2 separate regions of the Zea mays genome follow, and region 1 is linked to region 2. A link is a contact called in public Hi-C data. All regions are on one chromosome and are shown on one strand. Each heading gives the region's core, a stretch centred on a gene start, on an enhancer-like site or on the middle of the called end of the contact. The rest is flanking DNA. Distances are from core to core; before and after follow the strand shown. Region 1 holds the start of LOC103638165 (endoplasmic reticulum metallopeptidase 1). Region 2 holds the start of LOC100281844 (formiminotransferase-like).

What was found. A called contact is a pair of places that touch in the nucleus more often than the background predicts.
Region 1: a Hi-C map of ear shows a contact between it and region 2, with 2.0 times the contacts expected there. The contact joins the promoter of LOC103638165 here to the promoter of LOC100281844 in region 2. A contact is called at or near these places in 4 of 25 Hi-C or Micro-C datasets (bundle sheath, ear, leaf and 1 more).

Annotation. Positions count from the first base shown.
Region 1 is chr9:27,727,344-27,732,780 of Zm-B73-REFERENCE-NAM-5.0, forward strand. It overlaps LOC103638165 (endoplasmic reticulum metallopeptidase 1), which reads left to right and starts at 3,700. Exons shown (of 14, transcript NM_001347987.1): 1 at 3,700-4,046. LOC100125642 reads left to right here. Exons shown (of 5, transcript NM_001112573.1): 1 at 1-23; 2 at 425-785; 3 at 1,547-1,719; 4 at 1,797-2,001; 5 at 2,114-2,133. The coding sequence ends at 1,951.
Region 2 is chr9:27,529,599-27,535,138 of Zm-B73-REFERENCE-NAM-5.0, forward strand. It overlaps LOC100281844 (formiminotransferase-like), which reads left to right and starts at 3,874. Exons shown (of 2, transcript NM_001154764.2): 1 at 3,874-4,561; 2 at 4,698-5,304. The coding sequence starts at 4,168. The coding sequence ends at 5,209. LOC100283838 (DAG protein) reads right to left here. Exons shown (of 4, transcript NM_001156736.1): 4 at 5,338-5,540.

The DNA of each region.
Region 1 (5,437 bases), core at 2,450-4,949, 200 kb after region 2:
TCACCACCACCACCACCCGTCCCGTAAGCTCCCCCCTTACCTCCATCCCCCTCTTTTTTTTTGTTCGGGAGAGAACAGTTGCATAGATCTTTTGCCCGCCATGCTTCTTACTGGGATTGGATTTGTCTGGTTGGGTATTGCCGCGATTTATCTCATCGAGTGATTCATTAAGCATGCGCTGCCTAGCATCTCGGCATCTGCCTAATGTTCGAGTGGGGTGGATCTTTGTCACCTCCTCACCCGCTTGCTCGCGCAATGGGATGGGGATTCTTTATTATTCAAACTTTTAAACAAAACAAAGTGGGAGAAAGCATCTTCGCATTGGGTTGGTCAAATGTTCATGTGCTTTTTGATCTGCCCCAGTAGCAAGTACACCATTTCATTATAATATATGTATATACTATGGTTTGTTTCCCTTCTGCAGTGAGTTACTACGCCTACTACGGGAAGAAGCTGGACCCGGAGCCGTGGCGGTGCCGCCGCACCGACGGCAAGAAGTGGCGGTGCTCCAAGGAGGCGCACCCCGACTCCAAGTACTGCGAGCGCCACATGCACCGTGGCCGCAACCGTTCAAGAAAGCCTGTGGAATCCAAGACCGCCTCCTCGCCGCCCCAGCTGTCCACCGTCGTCACCACCACCACCACCCGGGAGGCCGCCGCCGCGACGCCCCTTGAGTCCCTCGCGGGGGCGGGGGGTAAGGCTCACGGCCTGTCCCTCGGCGGCGGGGCTGGCTCGTCGCACCTCAGCGTCGACGCTTCGAACGCTCACTTTCGCTATGGCAGCAAGTATGGTTACATTCGCAGTTCCCTTTTTTGTGGTTCTAGCTGTTGTTGCTATCGAATGGCCATGATGCTATAGTTTTCGTTGGTTCTACACTATTATCGCAAAAGGAGAATCACACCGACTCACTCACTCTTCAACGGCAAATGCACTTCTGCCACTGGCTTCTTGCAGTATTAGCCCTTCTACTGTACAATATAGAAATCTTTTGCAGTTCTGTTGTATTAAGTGAACTGCCGTGCCTGGTATGCCCTGGGCCCTGGCTGCTTCTGCTATCTTAGATGTCTATAAAATTTTATATATTTGCATGCTCTGAACAACTTGGGCTGGCGGATGCCCATGTCCATGCCGCTACACAACTTAGGTCTGTACTAGTGTTTCAAACAGATTTTCTTATTGGCCCCCTATTTTGTACTCCGTTTCTTTCGGATTCATTGTTTTTGTGGGTTTGAATTTCTATAAGGATTTGCGCATCAAATATTGATATGACTTCAAGACAATATTGCAGTTCATGTCCTGAATTTGCATCCTGAGCTTGATTTTCTGTCGAGTTGACTTTAATAGCTATTTATTTGTCACTTGTACATCTATTCCACTTCATACCAAACAAACCCACCATGTCTTGCCGGTTCCTGTAGGCAGAAATATGACACTAGATAGACTCCAAAGCTATAGTGCCAGGCTGACAAGTGTTCTGTCAGTTCATAATACTTTCGTTGGCAACTTGTGATTGTCACATACTATCCATAACTAATTGACTGTGCAGGTACCCTCTTGGAGCTAAATCCGATGCTGGCGAGCTGAGCTTCTTCTCAGGAGCACCAGGGAACTCCAGGGGCTTCACCATTGATTCTCCAGCAGATAACTCTTGGCACTCCCTGCCATCCAACGTGCCCCCGTTTACACTGTCCAAGGGCAGAGACTCTGGCCTCCTGCCCGGTGCCTACTCCTACTCCCACATTGAACCACCGCAGGTGCTCGGCCAGGTCACCATCGCCTCGCTGTCACAGGACCAGGAGCGCCACCAGTCGTCGTTCAGCAGCGGCGGGGCCGGCGCTGGTGGATTGCTGGGGAGCGTGAAGCAGGAGAACCAGCCGCTGAGGCCCTTCTTCGACGAGTGGCCTGGGACGCGGGACTCGTGGTCGGAGATGGACGACGCGAGGTCCAGTAGGACCTCCTTCTCGACGACCCAGCTCTCCATCTCCATTCCGATGCCCAGATGTGAGTTGTTTCATACTGATCTCATCTTAGGAACCCGCAGTCCTTCTGTGTGCTTCCCCAATCGTGCTTGGATGTGTTCTGATGACAGCAGCAATCACAATTGTTTCTGCAGGTGATTGAGAACGAAGCTCGTGCGCGGCCAGTAGGTGGCGTTGTCGCATGACGCGCACCCAGCATCGCGCTCGCTGCTAGCGAGCCACCGTCACCCGGTGATTGATGCCCTCATCCTAGCTATTTGTTTCGCTGAATCGCATTAAGAACAGAACTCTATGTAAGAGCAGGATCCTTCCTCATGTATCAATGGGGGCAATGAACTCCATTCTGTTTCTATGGTTGTAGTACCGACCATGCTTTGTATTTGTTGTACCCAGACCGAGAATGAAAACCGCCCAGTCGTCAGGCGTTGTCGTCGCTGCATCAGATGATCCAAGTGTATTGTGTGCTTTCCAGGCTGTGTAAGATCTGATGGCGAATCTGTTACTGCAGTGTAGGTGTGTAGCATCTGTGGTATGGTACCTTTTGTTGTGCTACTGGATCTGGATTGATGCAAAATCTGGTGCTGCCGTAGGCCCCTCTTCCTTTTCTCTACTGCTATAATAATAATACATCTTTTTTTTATGATAGGAAAAGAAATGAGAAGAACAGAAAAAAGATGCCCCCTTTGTTTTTGCTCGCACGAATTCAACACGGATGCGACGCTTCTGATGCGCTCGTTATCTCCTGCCTTTAATATAGTACATGCTTCGTTCATTTTAGAGAAAGTTTAACAATATAATCATCATTTTAGAGAAAGTTTAACAATAATAGTCTACACCGAGCTGTATAAAATTATCACGTCACATATATCCAACCAAAAAGGCTAGTCATATGAGAATGCATGCTATATATTTAATGTTTGACATATTTACTTTGTTGAAGTTTGTGAGCGACCCGCTTTTAGCTAGTTATTAGTGAGCAATCCCTTTTATTCTCTCTATTTTTATCTTTTTTATGTTACTGTGGCATGTTTTTATAACCCATCTATATCATTTTAATATATTTTATAGAGACTGTCACTGCGACCCTAGAGAGACGCGTCCTGGTGGTGGTGAGGGCGGGGTGGCGAGACGGACGGCGCCGCAGGGAGCAGTGCTCGTGGAATTGGGTTAGGGAGTGTGTCCTTTACTAAAATTAGTTTTATTAATTAACACCTGCGGTAAATAAGTATAACAAACAGGAGCTCCTGATCTAAAAGGACAAAACAATAAATAAAAGAAAAGAGGCGAGCCGCACCGCACCGCACGTGAGCCTCCTGAATTGAAAAGGAGCGGACGTGGGGGGACGGGACATGGTCAAAGGCCTGCAGCGGTGTGATTGTGAATGAAAGAAGGGGGGGCAGGGCATGGTTCATCTTTCCCTTCACATGATCACATCCTCCCGATCATTTGAACCGGTGGTTTCCTTTTGGATGCTGTCTGGTTTGCCCTTTCATTTTTTACGTCCCGATTTCGATAGCCTAGTCCTGGGCCTGGCCACATGCAGTTTTTTTCTTCTTTTTCCAGACAATTTCAGCCCAGGCCAAACAAGCCCGAAGAGATTTCAGCCCAGGCTCGTGACCAAAAAAGCCCGAATAGATTGTAGACTCGAAACTTTTTCCAAAAATGTACCATATATATATACATACCATAGGAAGAGATAGAAATTAGAAAGGATAGAGTCCGGGCAGGCAGCCATCTCCGTCTTCTCCGCGCTCTCCATCCTCGGCGGGCGGGTGGGAGGGGCGAGTCGACGACCAGCACGCGCGCGCGTCCAGCGCAACCGCGTCACGGAACCCTAGCGTCGCCTCGTTCGCTGCCCAACTCTCCTCCAGACTCCAGTGCACAGGTCTCCATCACGGGGAATTCTCATATAGCAAGTCGTCGTCCTCGTCCTCGTCCTCGTCCTCTCCTCCGGTGGGTGGATCGGCCATCGCGCCGGGCCGGGCGGGCATACCTACGTACACACTCCCCGGTTCCCGTCCCCGTCCCCGTCCCGCATTCGATTGGTTCCTTCGTCTTCGTCTGCCGGTAAGGAATTCAATTCCCGGATGGGTTTTCTACGATCGAGTGCGCTTCGGTCTTCGTCTGCTTGTTTTGTTATACTCTGCTTGCTCTGAGGTCTCAGCTAGTCCCTCAGCTACCGCACCCAAATCCAAATCCTGCCTGCTGGGATGGATGGACTGCCGTCCAAGCAACAAAATTTGTTGCGGATCTGTTCCTTCGGAGGTGGGACTTTTTTTTGTCCCGGCTTCACCGATTCTTCTCGCTGCTGGGGCGGGACTGCGGCTTTCTGGATCTAATTCGGCGTTCCTCGATGCCGAGGATCACGGGGATGGACGAGATTGTGTGCTAATCCTAGCCTGGCGCACTAGATAAACCAGCGTTAGGTTGTCAGTTATGTGAATTATTAATCCATGGTGACGACTGACCAAGTTGCAAGCTGTTGGAGCAAGAAAAAAGCGCACTTGTCCCCGATATAGTGGGGGCCACGTGTTAGCAGCAAGGATATTCGGATAGGACAGGGATCCAGAAGAGAGGAAGAAGCGAGAACGCCGGCTAGAACGCCGTGGCGGCTGTAACTTGGAAGAGAAGACAAGTATCGTATATTTCTTACATGCCCTTCTCCAGGCAGCTCTCAGGTATTTATACTAGTTACTTTCGCTCAGCCCATTAACCCAGGACGGCCCACAAACTCTAGTATTCCTTCTCCTCACTCTCCCAGACGTGCGTGCTCCAGCGTCGGCCTTGGTTGCTGCAGTTGGCCCGGCTTCTTGATCTGTGTTGCTAACATTCCCTCCCGGTGGAAACGCTGATTGCCCCCAAACAGCGGCTTTAGGAAACTGCTGGCGCAAGTCTTGTAAATTCTCCCATGTAGCCAAAGCCTCCGGCATGTAGGACCAACGCACCAGCACCTGGGAACACGGATGTTGACCACGCATCACAGTACGGTACTGCAAAATCTTCTCAGGAACGCTGAAACCGTAGTCCTCAGTTGGCAATGAGGGAGATACAGTCAGACCAGCTCCAAGTGCCTTCTTCATTTGAGAAACATGAAACACAGGATGAATCCTTGAAGATGATGGCAGCTGCAATTTATAAGCGACAGTGCCGAGACGCTGCTCAATACGAAAGGGCCCGAAAAACTTGAAGGCCAATTTTTGGTGAGCCCGAGCAGCAACCGACGATTGTACATATGGCTGTAACTTCAGAAATACCCAATCTCCAACTGCAAATTGTCTCTCGGTGCGGCCCTTGTCGGCTTGGCGTTTCATACGCAGTTTAGCCCTCTCCAAATGTTGTCTAACCAAGGACGACATCAACTGCCGATCATGAAGCCAGGATGCAAGATCAGTAGAGTGCACATTAACTTCATCAGGAATACCAAAGTGGCGAGGACGACACCCATAAAGAGCCTCAAA
Region 2 (5,540 bases), core at 2,624-5,123:
GTTTATTTAGCGAAAGCTCACAATCTTTTTTAGTCTTTTTTTCATTATCCGACAGCACACCTTCTTCATTTTTAATGTCTAACTCATTGATTTTCTTCAAAAGATCTTCTCTCCTTCTCCTGTTATTCCCTTCTTCATTGAAATTCCAACCCTTAAGGCATTTTTTGAGTCTCTTAACTTTCTCTTTCCAGATGTTAAGACTTCCTTTACTCCTTATTGGTAGCTCCCAACTTCTACTAACCAGCTCTCTAAAATCAGGTTTTTTATGCCAGAGCAACTCATATCTAAAAGTAGCGACATGTTTTTTTGAATCCTCAGTGCTTAACATCAAAGGAACATGGTCTGAAAGAAATATGTTCAGCCCTCTAACCATAGCATTGTTGTATATTAAATCCCAATCAGGGCTCACTAGAAATCTATCAAGTTTTTCAAAAGTGGGAGGATTTCTATTATTGGACCACGTAAACTTTCTATCGGTTAGATCTAGCTCAACCAAACCGTGCTGGTCAATGATGGCATTAAAGAGAAGCGTCCATCTATTGGCAACATAAGGCTTATTTTTGTCATCACTACTCCTCAAAATGTTAAAGTCACCACCTAGCAGAATGGGACCTTTACAGTGGGAGCAAGTGGCAGCTAACTCGCTTAAGAAATTATCTTTATTAGCCGCTTGAGATGCCCCATAGACATTAGCAAATGTCCAAGAAATATTTTTATTCTTGTGATGAACCACACACACTATCATGAAGTCCTTGATTTGAATGTCAGAGACTTCAAAAGTGTCTGAATTAAAACCCACCAGCAAACCCCCTGATCTACCGTTAGGGGGAGAAGAGATCCACTTAAACATTTTATTACCGCTTAAAGACAGTAACCAGTTCTGCCCAAATTCTCTCTTATTAGTCTCTTGCAGACTAATGAAATCAACTTTTCCTTTGTTTATGAGTTCATGAATGAACTCAAATTTCCCGGGTTTGGCAAGCCCATGGTAGTTCCATATTACTCCTTTCATTCAGATTGTCCCATTGATGATGCTTCATGTATCTCCTATTATTAGATGTATATCTAATTTTTGGAGAACCCTTTTTTTCTCAGAGAATATTTTTTCTCTTTCTGTATTTTTTTCTTCTTCTTTGGTGTTTTGTTTTTTTCCTTCCGATTCACTCTCTATCATCTCTTGGACAATTCTATCCATAATCGAAGGATCCTCATTCTCCACTAGATTACCAGCGAATTTATTATCAATATCATCAGTACTAACAAGTGGCATAATAGCCCTGGCACGTTCTTCTTCTAAGCACTTGATCATTTCTAAGTTATCTAATCTTTCATTATCATCTTTCCCAGATTCACTCCAAGTTTTTTAGCTATATCAATCAACAAGTTATTTTCAGAATTTAAGATGGAGAAGGGGTTGGGGTTGTTACCTTTGTTCAAGAAGGCATCCTTCGCTTCAGCTCTGTTGATGGCTTTGTCCGTAATCCTGATATCGTCATTTGCCTCCAGTCTGCTACTTTTCCTTGTGCCTTCAACTTGATCTACCAACTTTGCTTTACCTTTGTTATCCTTACCGGTTTGTTGTTCATCTTGAAATTTAAGAAGTTCACCCTCATCCATCTCCAATTCCTGCTCATCTGCTATCTCCACACCCATTCCTTTCACAAAGTTGTTAAGCTCCTGAGAACTGAGGAGGCCTTCATCACTATCTTCAAAGTCTACCTTCTCATTGTTTTCATCCCCCAGATTTCCCCCCTCTTCATTGCATTTGTCATTTTCATTGGTATGAGGATCTGAAGAAATCATTGCTTCTTTAAACTCAGAGGAAGATGTTTTCTGATTTTCAGGAATCAGAGAGACCTTCCCACTTTCTTGGATATCACTTTTGGGTTTTTTCCCTCCCTTGTCACCCAAACCAAACTCGTTCGGTTGTAAATCAACAAAAGATCTCTTTCTCAAACTAGCTTCTTCCTCATTCCATCCTTCAGTTTCCACCTTTTCCACCTTAAAATAAATGTCATATAAGAGATGTTTGACTCCTATCTCAATGACAGGTGGAATCCTCGCGATGCTCTTCACATGCACTTTAAATCTAACCATGTCATTAGATTTCAGAGAGGCCAGATCCACTTCTTCCACAGCTCCTAAAACCGATCCCATCTCACATATGGCTTGATAGTTCAACAATTCTTCAGGCACATTTTCGGCCTTAATCCAAACTGAGTGTAATCTGGATTTAGCCATAGCCTGTGAAGTCCACGCAGTTACTACAATCTTGACCCCTGAAATCTTCATCTTCAACTCAGTAAAGTTGGTCAGTTCATCAAGCCTGTCCTGTGATGGGAATTGCATCAGGAAACCAAGATGACACTTAGCTGCTTTCCAGGGGCGTCCCCATGGGAAATGGAAGCTAAAATCCCTCTCCAGATCACCAGCAGACACCATACCCTCCACAATTTTGATTAATCCCAGCAGACTCCTCTTTGGTTTTTTGGAAATGTTCTTTCCAAACTGAGAAGAGTAAAACCCCAAACCATCTGCTGCCATTCCCACTAATGGCATAATAGGTTTGTTCAGTCTTGGCCACACACATTACGCAGTTACATTGGTCTCTTTCATGCAGATATCACACCACAAAGCCCTAGAACAATCTCTGGCATGATGACCTTCATCTCCACATTTTTGGCAAAAACAGGGGACAGCTTCCCTCTACCTCCAGCATCCCAGGGAGAGTCGGGGAATTAGGGTTACCTGGGGTATTCCTGTCACCAGATGATGATCCGATCACCTCTCCCTTAGATTTCAAATGTGGGGGTCGAAGTCGCCAACTCATATTGCGGTGTCTCCCCCCAAGCATTGGGTGGGTTCCTCGCCTCCTTAGGCCTTGTTCGTTTTCGTCGGATTACACCCGGAATCGTTCCAGCTAATCAAAGTTTATATAAATTAGAGAAGCAATCCGGTCCGGAATCGTTCCGACCCACCAATCCAGCAGAAACGAACAAGGCCTTAGAGTTCCACCGATCCCACTGTGTGGGTTTCAGCTTGGGCTCCATCTTCTCTGCAGTTTCACCAGCGAGCTCACCCCCTCCCCCTCCTGGCTGAGGACCAAAGTCGGGCGGGAGGAGTGGGATGGATCGCCACCCCCAGAGAAGCTCTCCCGCTTGTGGGTAGGCAGCGCCCACAGCGAAGCAAGAAGGGCGTACAACTGTTTTGGGGAACGAGCACCAATAAGATCAGGTGGAAACCCTACCTCGTTCGTCTTGTTGCCGGCCTTCTGGGCTGTAATCCACCCCTGGAGATGGAGCCCGAGCCGAGACTCCTTGGCAGCCCCTTCCCTAGGTTATCCGCTTTCACAGCCCAACCATGCTCTTCAGGTTTCCACGTACCAGGCCGACCCGCTTCTCTATTCCACCGGTTTTCCCCTGCCTTGCTCTTTTGCAGATTTGTCCAGGGAGATTGAGAATCTCTGCACGCCGGCTTCTGGGCTATGCGTGCGTGGGATGTGCTCAGCCGTAACGACCCGTCTCGAAATGTACCCGAGAGCCCCTGCAAGCCAGGTGGAGGAAGAGGTGGCGGGGGAGGGAGGGGCGCGGGAAGGAGGGGCGTCGGGGGAGAGAGGGGCGCAGGCAACATCAGCTGACCTGGTGTGTGCTCGTCACCGGCGAGTGGCGAAGGTCCCGGCGAAGCCCTCGGCACGTGGCGCGGGGTGGGGGTGGCGGTCGCCAGACGTCGCGCTGACCTGACGGTGTCCCCCGGGGATTGACCTCATATGTCCCTCCGTCTTTTTTTAAAAAAATTGATTATATCCCTTCTCCATGTAAAGATAGTCTACAATCGAATTTTACACCTGCACGGCATCCACTGGTTCGTAACGTTCGACGCAGTGTCTCTTCTATTAACCTGCGAGCACGCGTGGCGCCGGCGAGGCCACACGCAGCCCACCAGTAAGCCGCCACCGCCATGCGGCTCCCCTCCGGCGCACGCCTCGCGCTCCTGCTCGTCCGCCGCTCCCTCTCCTCCGCGTCCTCCTCCGCCGCCGCCCCCGCATCCCGCCTCTCGCGCGCGCACAGAGGTGAGCCCCGACAGACCCCACCCCACTAGGTCCTCGATTCTCCCGGTTCCTCGGGCGGGCCTCGCCTGGTCGCCCCGTGTTCCTCGGGCGCGCAAGCGATGATGCTGAGGCCGCCCGCGTTAGCGTGCTGCAAACTCTACATCTCCGAGGCCCGCAACTCGGGGGCGTTGCGTGCCATCGAGCACGCGGCGGCGGCGCTCCGCCCGTTGGCCGTGCTCGTCAACACCTTCGCCGACGACGCCTACAACCGGGTCGGGTACACGCTCGTGTCCCCCCTCGCGGGCGGCGCCGCCTCGCCGCCGCTGCGCTGCGCGGCGTTCCGCGTGGTCGCGGCCGCGATCGAGGCCGTCGACCTGGACGCCCACGCCGGCGCGCACCCGCGCCTCGGCGTCGTCGACCACATCGCCTTCCACCCTCTGGCCAGCGCCCGCCTCGAGGACGTCACCGCGCTCGCCAGGGCCGTGGCGGCGGACATCGGAGACAGGCTTCAAGGTCCGTTACCATTCATCCCTCCCAGACGCGAATTTACTGGAACCGGTAATTTTTTATAAAAAAATGATAATTAGAGTCTGATCTGATGGATTTGGCCTTGGTGCTCATCGTGCATCCCAACGTACGTACGTAGCAGTGCCGACGTACCTGTACGGCGCAGCTCACAGAGACGGCAGGACGCTGGCGTCCATCAGGAGGCAGCTGGGCTACTTCACGCCGACCTCCCCCGGCGGCGAGCAGTGGCACGGCGCGCCGGACTCGCTGCTGCCGGTGGCCCCGGACGCCGGGCCCCGGACGTCGTCCGCGTCCAATGGCGTGGTGGTGGTGGGCGCCACGCCGTGGGTGGACAACTACAACGTGCCCCTGGCCACGGCCGACGTCAGCGTCGCGAGGCGCATCGCGCGCGCGGTCAGCGAGCGCGGCGGCGGGCTCGCGTGCGTGCAGGCCATGGGGCTCGCGCACGGCGACGGCGCCACCGAGGTCGCCTGCAACCTACTTCACCCGGACGCGGTGGGCGCCGACCAGGTGCAGGAGAGGGTGAGCCGGCTCGCCGCCGGCCTCGGGGTCGGCGTCGGCCAGGGGTACTTCACCGACTTCTCGCGGGAGAAGGTCGTCGAGCTGTACTTGCAGGCCGCTCAAGCTGCCTGAGGCTTCTCGGCAGTGATAGATTGTTTATTGTTCAGAAAGCAGGGTAATGGAATAATCTACTACTGTGTATCTAGGAATCCAGCAGTTGTCAGCCATGGCACAAAAAAAAAAGTTGAGCTGCGAACAGTATGCAACCATCTCAATCTGGTATTCATAGCAATTATATATTGCCACAAAGAAAAAAGACTAGAGATTATACTACGTTGCAAGCCAGGTCCTTCCAAATCTCCAAGTAGCTGTAATTACAGAATACAATACGTCCAAGCTGAGCACATAGAAACGATACTCTAGACTGCAGGTAAAGTGAGATTGCCAATTTAATACAGGTGAT